2 separate regions of the Mus musculus genome follow, and region 1 is linked to region 2. A link is a contact called in public Hi-C data. All regions are on one chromosome and are shown on one strand. The core of a region is the stretch at or near the end of the contact, and the rest is flanking DNA. Distances in the headings are between cores, read along the strand shown.

Region 1 (3,718 bases), core at 176-2,675, 530 kb before region 2:
TGATTAGGGGCTGAGCATTGTTGGGGTTTGGACAAGTGTGATGATGTATATCCACTTCAGGGCTTTCTCTAGTAGCCCTGGCTGCCATGGAGTTCTCTCACCCAAGAGCAGCAAGCAGCAGGTTCCAGCCCTGGCCTGTTGGGCTTGGGGAATCCACCACCATGGACCTATTGTGAGACATTTTTCTGTTCCACAGAAGCACCCCATGCCCCACACAGTCCTAAGGAAACCCCTGAAAAGTCTCCACTGTTCCCTGGATCTCCATGACCCTGGAGCTGTCCAAAAACAAGGGCTCTTCATCACCTTTGAGATGTCGCATGCCATGAGAGAGTCCCTGCTTGGTCCCTTTTCCTTCTCAGTGGGACCCTGTGGGTTGAGGGGCCACTATTCTCCAAAACCACGTATGAAAAGGAAGAGTCTTGTGGTTAGGGATGTGACTCGGTTGGTAGACTGCTTGCCTAGTGAGCATGAAGCCCTGGCTTCCAACTCTGGCACTGCGGAGCAACATATTTGAAATGCCAGTGTTTGGGAGGAGGCAGGAGGATGAGGAAGTTCAAAGGACTCATGACAGACACCCTGTCTCAACAAGAATAAAACAACTCCAATTTCTAAAAATTACCAGACCTTCCAGCAACTCTGCTCCCAGGTAGCCTCCAAAAAGATTGGAAGTGAATTTTACATGGTCTGGATTAGGATTTACAATATCGGGGAGGAGAGCACCACGTTTGGGTGATAAGCAGTGTGTAGCAGAATCAGAACAAAGAACGTTAGTTCAAGCTGGGTGGGTGGTCAGAGCACGGCTTGTAGAGCATGCACGGGGCTCTGGCTTCAACTCCGAGGGGGGGGGGAGTGGGGAGAGAGAGAGGGAGGGAGGGAAAGAGGGAGAGAGGGAGAGGGAGGGAGAGAGAGAAGGAGAGAGGGAGAGAGAGGGAGAGAAAGGGAGAGAGAGGGAGAGAAAGAAACGGAGTTCTGGTTTATGCTATAATATGGGAGAATTGCCCAGGAAACACCCAGGGGAGGAAGCCAGTGATGTAGGGCACACACATGTACCTGGAGTGTCCAGTGTAGGAAACATAAATAGCTTCTCAGTCGTCACAGTAGTCATGGGGGGAAATGTCAGCTTGAAGGAAGACAAGGTTTTGGAACGAGTGACTATTCAATCACATTGTGAGTACATTTATTCAGCTAAAAGGCACTTAAAGATGGTAAAAGCATCCTGGAAGGAGTGTGGGCTCCTCTAGACATCATAGGAGAAGCACTGTGAGGTCAGCAGCCCCCTTAAAGGGTGTGGGAAAGAACACGAGGTCAGAGTTGGAAGGGACATCCACCCTCCCGTGTTCACTGCAGAACTATAAGAGCGGCCAGAGCAGCTGTCAGCCCAACGGTCCATGCACGACAGATGGGGGAGGACCCACACTTGCATTGGAGCATTGCCCAGAAGAGAGAAAGCCCGTCACTCACACCAGCAGAGTTGGCCAGGCAGGGGAGACAGTTCTGTGACCTCGCTCACGCAGAGCCTGAGAGTAGATCCCTCACAGTGGCTGCAGTTGCCAAAGTGGTCACTCAGCAACCAGTCACGTAGTGACCGCATGATGGCCGTGCAGCAATCATACGTCATACAGTGACTACATAGTGACTGCAAGGACTGTGTAGTGATCACATGATAATCTCCATAGCCATAGTGACCACATACTGACAGTGACCATGTTGTCACCACAGTGACCACTCAATGAGTGACCACACAGTCCATTGAGCATGTAGTGAGCACATAATGACTGGGTAGTGATCATGACCTATATTGGTGATCCCATTACCACCCAAAGACCAGGTGAGACCACATAATGACCACCAAGTGACCACCCTGACTATACAGTGGCCACACAGTAACTGCCAAGTGACCACAATAACCACAAAAGTCAACACAGGAGCCACCAATGACCACAGAGTGACCACCACCCTCCAATGATCACGAAATGATCAACTATGCAGTGACCACACAATGATCATCCAATGGTCACAGTGATCACAGAATTTCAACAACACAGTGACTGCCAAGTGACCATAGTAATCACCAGCAGTCATAGCAATCATGCAAAGACCACGACTACAATGACCACGTAATGACCCCTAGTAACCTCCCATTGAACACAGTAACCCATCTCATGTATGGCCACTGTAGTTACTGGTCACTGCATGGGGTCTGTGAGTTCACTATGTGTTCCTTGTGGCCACTGTGTCACTGACGTCCACAGTATGGCCACTGTAGTTGGTGTGGTCATAGGCAGTCAGTAATTATTGTGAAGCTATTCTGAGGCCCTTCTGACAACTCAGTACCCACTGAGTGGTCACTACTGGCAACTAGATTGTCATTGGGTGGTCACTATGATGGCTAGATGGTCACAAAGGGATCACAATGTAATCACTGATGTTACTGGGTAGGCTCTAGGTGGTCACTGCTTGGTCACTGAGTACTGTGAGGACCATGGGGGCAAGAATGCCAATCCCTCAATCAGTCATTGGGCTGGAGTGGAGTGTCACGGAAGACAGACAGAAAGAGCAGCCTAGGGGCTGCTGTTAGGCCAATGCCTCTTTGGGTCCCCAGGCTAGAAAGCCACAGAGGGACCCTGGAGTAGAGTCAGACACAGGAGTGCCAGGATTCCTAATGTTGTCAGGGCAAGTGAGAGTGAGAGGGCTGTCCATCTCCCATACCCTACCCCACCCAAGAGGAGGACACAGAGCCCTGGTGTAGGCCTTATGCTCTCCGTGGGCCTGGGCAGCACCTATGTGCTGGTCCCAGAAGTTGCTGTGCCTGGGGATTCAAATTCTCTAGGACCACAGGCTGAGAGATGCAAAGGGAAGAGAGAAACAGGCAGGCCCCAGTCCTCCCGCCCTGGCAGACATGAGCAGGAAAGGCTGGTGGGGCTGGGACAAAAGGCGGACGTGCAGAGGGCCATGTGTGCCTTATCAGGGCCTGCACTTGCTCCCCCTGGCCCAAGAGGAAATGCTGCTCTACTTTGCCCGCCTTCCTGTCTGTCCCCTATGCTACCAGGGGCAGGAGAAAGGGGAGGCCTGTGAGGGGACCAACACCTACTCCCAGCAGGGAAAGGAAAGGGCAGTTGGCAGCCACTCTGGAAAGATCCCCTCTATGCATGGACATCGGTTCAGCCTTGGGCTGCACTGTGGTAGCCAAAACTACCCACATTTGTCAGATGAGAAAACTGAGGGAGGTCTAGAGAAGCTGTGGCCTCTGAAGGCCGTGCTAAACTAGGAAGGGAGCTCAGCACACAAACTCCCAGCCCCACACTCACTGTCAAAGCTCTGCAGTCCCCAAGGGAGCTGAAGCTGCTGAAAGTGACACTGACTAGCAAGCTCCCAACCCTTGGATAACTTGAAGGTGATGTAAGAGCCCAGGCCCCAGCCGCCCACTAGTGGACGTGGAACAGCACTGGGTAGGCTAGGTTGTGGTACGGGTGCGCACTCCTTCCTGCCCTCTCTGCTGGGAAACTAGGCAGTAGGTTGGAAGCCTTGCCCTTCGCTCGGGCCCCGCCTCGGAGAGTCTCTCTAATGTTGCTGCTGCTGCTGGTGGTTTGTAAAATGGGGTTAGCAGCCTGAGCTCATTTCTTCCACCCTGGCGTAAATCACAACTCCCTCCCATCCTTTTCTATTTCCTTTTTCACTTTGACTAATGAACAGTTTATTTGTTGTGTGTATGTCTGTA
Region 2 (3,752 bases), core at 956-3,455:
TACTGGCCCAGGTGCAGAGGTGACAGAGACACTCTGAGTGCCATGCTTACTGCATTTGTGTTTACACTAGAGCCACCAAGCAGATAGTCGTGCGAGGATACTTTAAACTCAGGATTCCACACAAACATTAAATTTAGATTTAGTATGACAGCCGTTATATGGAAATTAAAGAGTCTGGATATTTGTGAATATTGGTGTCTGACAATTCCATCCTGCTGAGGTGCTCCACATACCAAGTGGATAGAGGACCTCCTCCCAACCCCCAAGGCCAGCTTGCTCACCCTTCACTCTCCCAATCTCTCTTCTCCTTTCCCCTCTTCCCTTTTCTTCCTTCTCCCTCCATCCTGTGCTCAGAGACAAAGGCCAGTCAGAGCGGCTCGTGCTGCCCTGGTATACATCATGGGGTCCTCCCGAGGCTTCTCTTTCCCCGCTCAGGTAGGACCTGTCTAAGCAGCTCACACTAGAAGAGGAAGTCCTACTGACAGGAGTACCTGGCCTAGGAGGAGCCTGGGGGACTCCCTGGCCACTAGGCCTTGGGGACAATCAGAAATCTTCCCCGAGCAGGGTGCAGAAGTGCTTCAGGGTCTCTCTCTCTCTTGCCGGCCTCCTGCAGTCTTCCTCTCCACAGGCCTGCCCAACCTGTGGGGGAAGGGCGGATTCCTGGAGCTGCTCCCACTGCCCCACCGGCCAGCCCACTTCAGCCTCTCCTCCATTTCCCCTCACACCAGACCAGGAGACTGCTAAGTGCTTGGGCGATCTTATGCCCTCAATAAATCTAATCATTCAGTCCCTCCAGGAAAAGGAGGAGCCTCAGTCTCTAGCTGGACAATCATCGGCTCTCCCCACAAGGCGGCTGCGTTCCTACCACACTTCCTGTAACGGGCATTTGTGCTATTAATAATCAATCTGGTGGATGTTTATCACCTCTTTCTGGGGAACTCAGTGGCCTCCACAGAGGTTGGCAGGTGCCTGGGACCTGTAGATCTGTGGTACTGGGTGGCCCTGAGAGTTAGTGGCCTCCCTGTGCATGACTAACAAAGCAGCCACGTATATCTCTGGCCTGGATAGGAGCCGCACCAGTCAAGGTGAAGCCTCTCTTGAATGCAGCATCGTGGATTGCTGAGATCAGACGGACAAGGATGGAATGGGATGGCCTGAGCCCAAAGCTAGGGTCCGCTTGGAGAGGTTGTGCAGGCCAAGGCTCACATGTGCAAGGCGTGATCCTCATAACCTTCATTTCATGTTCTCTGCATTTAAATAAAGGGAACGCTTGCCTGGCACGTGTGAAGGCTTGGGTTTGATTCCCAACACCGCAGAAAAATCATAACAGCGACATTGATGACTATCATTTCAGTACCATACCCTGCTGGAAGCACAGCTTCCAAAACCCCAGGAGTCCAAAGATTCTACCTATTGTCTGAAAGTAGTTTAATTTATGGGCAGCCTGTAGGCAGCCAGATTAGGGGACCCAATCTTTGGAGCTGAGACAGCCCCGATGGGAGTGGGACTAGGTCTCTGGTAGGAGCTGTCCAGGAGGGTGGTTTGCCTAACAGAATCCTCCACCAGTTCCTCTCTATTGCCTCCTGCCTCAGGGCTCTCCTTTTCTGTTCTATGCTCCTCTCTCTACCTCATCTCCTGCAGAGCTCCTAAAATGGGCTCCCTGGGCCTTAGGGTGCATGGGCATGGGGTGTCAGAAACACTGATTCAGTGGGTGAGACCCAGGAAAGTACATACATGTCAGCCCAGACACATGGGAACCAAAGCACTCAGGTCCCTTCCTTGAGGGGGACAGGATAATGGGTCTCCTCTGGTCACTGTTATAAGGCCAGCGGTTCCTCAAAGAGAGCCCAGACAAAGTGTGATGGTCAGGAGAGCAATCCCCCTAAAACACAGAAGGGAGGGTAAAGGGTCACCTTAGCCCCATCAACCTTCCTGGTTCATAGCCTTGAGACAGGAAGCTGGGTTTCTGGGTGCCAGTCTTAGATCCAGGACCCAGAGACCAAGTCAGATCCAGATAGGGCCAGTAGATACTAAGGGCCTCCCAAAAGGCTCCAGTCACCCTAAAACAGCCCTCTACATCTCCTGTTCCCTGCCCCCTCCTAGTTTCTGTGGGCACGATGCACTCCTCTGTTTACCCAGGGCAATTTCAGCTGCGAAGCTGTCGGCGGCAGTCTGCAAACAGCCCCCAACGCTGCCTGCCAAGCGCCGCCAGCCGCCAGCTTGCTTCGCAGGCGGTTCGCACAAGCTGCCCGGCCTGGCACCAGGCTGTTAGCTGGCCTCCCCCAGGAGCTGGCAGTATTCCAAGGTGTCATCCCTTAGTGTCCTCATCGGCTTCTCTCCAGCCACCTTTGCTGCAGCCCCTGGGTACTCCTGGATCCGGAGGAAACAGGGGATTCCAGGGTTCAGTGACACCTCAGGAGTGATCCAGGAGCTCTGGGGAGATGGTAACCTTGAAATCCCTCAGGACCCTAGTTAGGGATATACAGTACCACTGAGACTTGGGTATGGGTCACCCATGTAGTACCTCATGTCCAGGCAGGAACTGGCATCCTCTAAATTGTCTCTGGGAATCACCCGAGGCTGGAGACCTGACTATCCTCAGGTCTTCTTATGAATCTGATGGCCGATCAGTTACAAGTTCATTCAGCAGCATGGAGACATCTCCTTTTTAACCCTAAAGATGCTGGATACCAGAATTCACTCAGGCTAGAAGAGCAGCCATACACCTGGACTCTCCTCAGTCTAAACTTCCTGGCTCTAGGCATGTGTGAGGGTGGTAGACTCTCATCACTGGGGAAAGTATTGGGAGAAGATGCCGAGCTCCTGTTTGCTCCAGTGTTGGCCCTAGTTCATCCTTGTGAATGAGAGGAGTTGCTAGGGCCACACCTCAGTCAGCTCTGTTTCATGCTGCCTCTCAAGATCCCAGAACTCAGGTCCCACTGGCTTTCTGTCAGCCTAGACCTACATTGCCAGGCCTCCTTTTGTGGGATAACGATGTTAGAGCCTCCAACACCTTTCCAGTCCTGGCACTCTCAGAGACCCCCCAGTTTCAGTACACTGCACCCCCCACTTCATCTCTGAGCTCAGACAGCCCTCTTTTGCCTGCTTCACTGAGGCCAATGCCAGGTCCCAGGCTCCCTTGAAGGTAGGGAACGGCAAGCCTGGCCTTTGGACAGGGCTGCATCTCTTAAGATTAATAATCCTGCTGTGTCATGGCCTCATAATTAAGTGCTTGTTCATCCCCATTATCATCAGAATGATTTGTTGGTCTCTGAGTAATAAAAGTCCACCTGCTGAGGCAGGAGCCTGCAGGCATCTCTGCTAGAATCCTTGAGGGAGACTGCCACCTTCACCTACAGGAGGCTGCCAGAGGGACGGGATGGAGTGCCCACCTCTGGGACTGCTGTCTTAGCTTTCCAAATGTGTTGTGGCTTAGACTTAACCCTGGGACTCCCTTACTGTACTCAGGAGCTGCCTGAAGCTAGGGCTGGCCTGACCTCGAGCATATATATGGTCTAGTAGACCCCACTGGACAACTTCAGGGCTCAGAGATGCTGCAAAGCAAGTGTGGATGACCCCAGAGTGCTGTGTTCCTGCTTGCACACACATTCACACGAATGTGCACACACACGGGCATACACCTATCTCCAGGTCTTGGTCCTTGGCTTCTTCTCTCTCCTGCTTCACTGCCTTCATCATCATGAAGTGAAACAGATCCTGTCTACCACTTCCGAGAAGCGGAGCTGTACTGA

The links. Hi-C and Micro-C count contacts between places; a contact is called where the count stands out from the background.
Region 1: a contact with region 2 is called in a Hi-C map of cerebellum, with 1.7 times the contacts expected there. The contact joins two enhancer-like sites. A contact is called at or near these places in 10 of 484 Hi-C or Micro-C datasets (the G1E-ER4 cell line, the N1E-115 cell line, cerebellum and 3 more).

The regions. Positions count from the first base shown.
Region 1 is chr2:26,571,303-26,575,020 of GRCm38.p6, reverse strand. No RefSeq gene overlaps it. Among named protein-coding and RNA genes, the nearest start is that of Egfl7, 11 kb to the left of the region's middle. Within about 2 kb of position 1,425, at least 63 of the 459 cell types and tissues checked have an H3K27ac peak or open chromatin away from gene starts, as enhancers often do. A contact at or near this core is called in cerebellum, where this site is marked.
Region 2 is chr2:26,038,629-26,042,380 of GRCm38.p6, reverse strand. No RefSeq gene overlaps it. Among named protein-coding and RNA genes, the nearest start is that of Ubac1, 19 kb to the right of the region's middle. Within about 2 kb of position 2,205, at least 37 of the 459 cell types and tissues checked have an H3K27ac peak or open chromatin away from gene starts, as enhancers often do. A contact at or near this core is called in cerebellum, where this site is marked.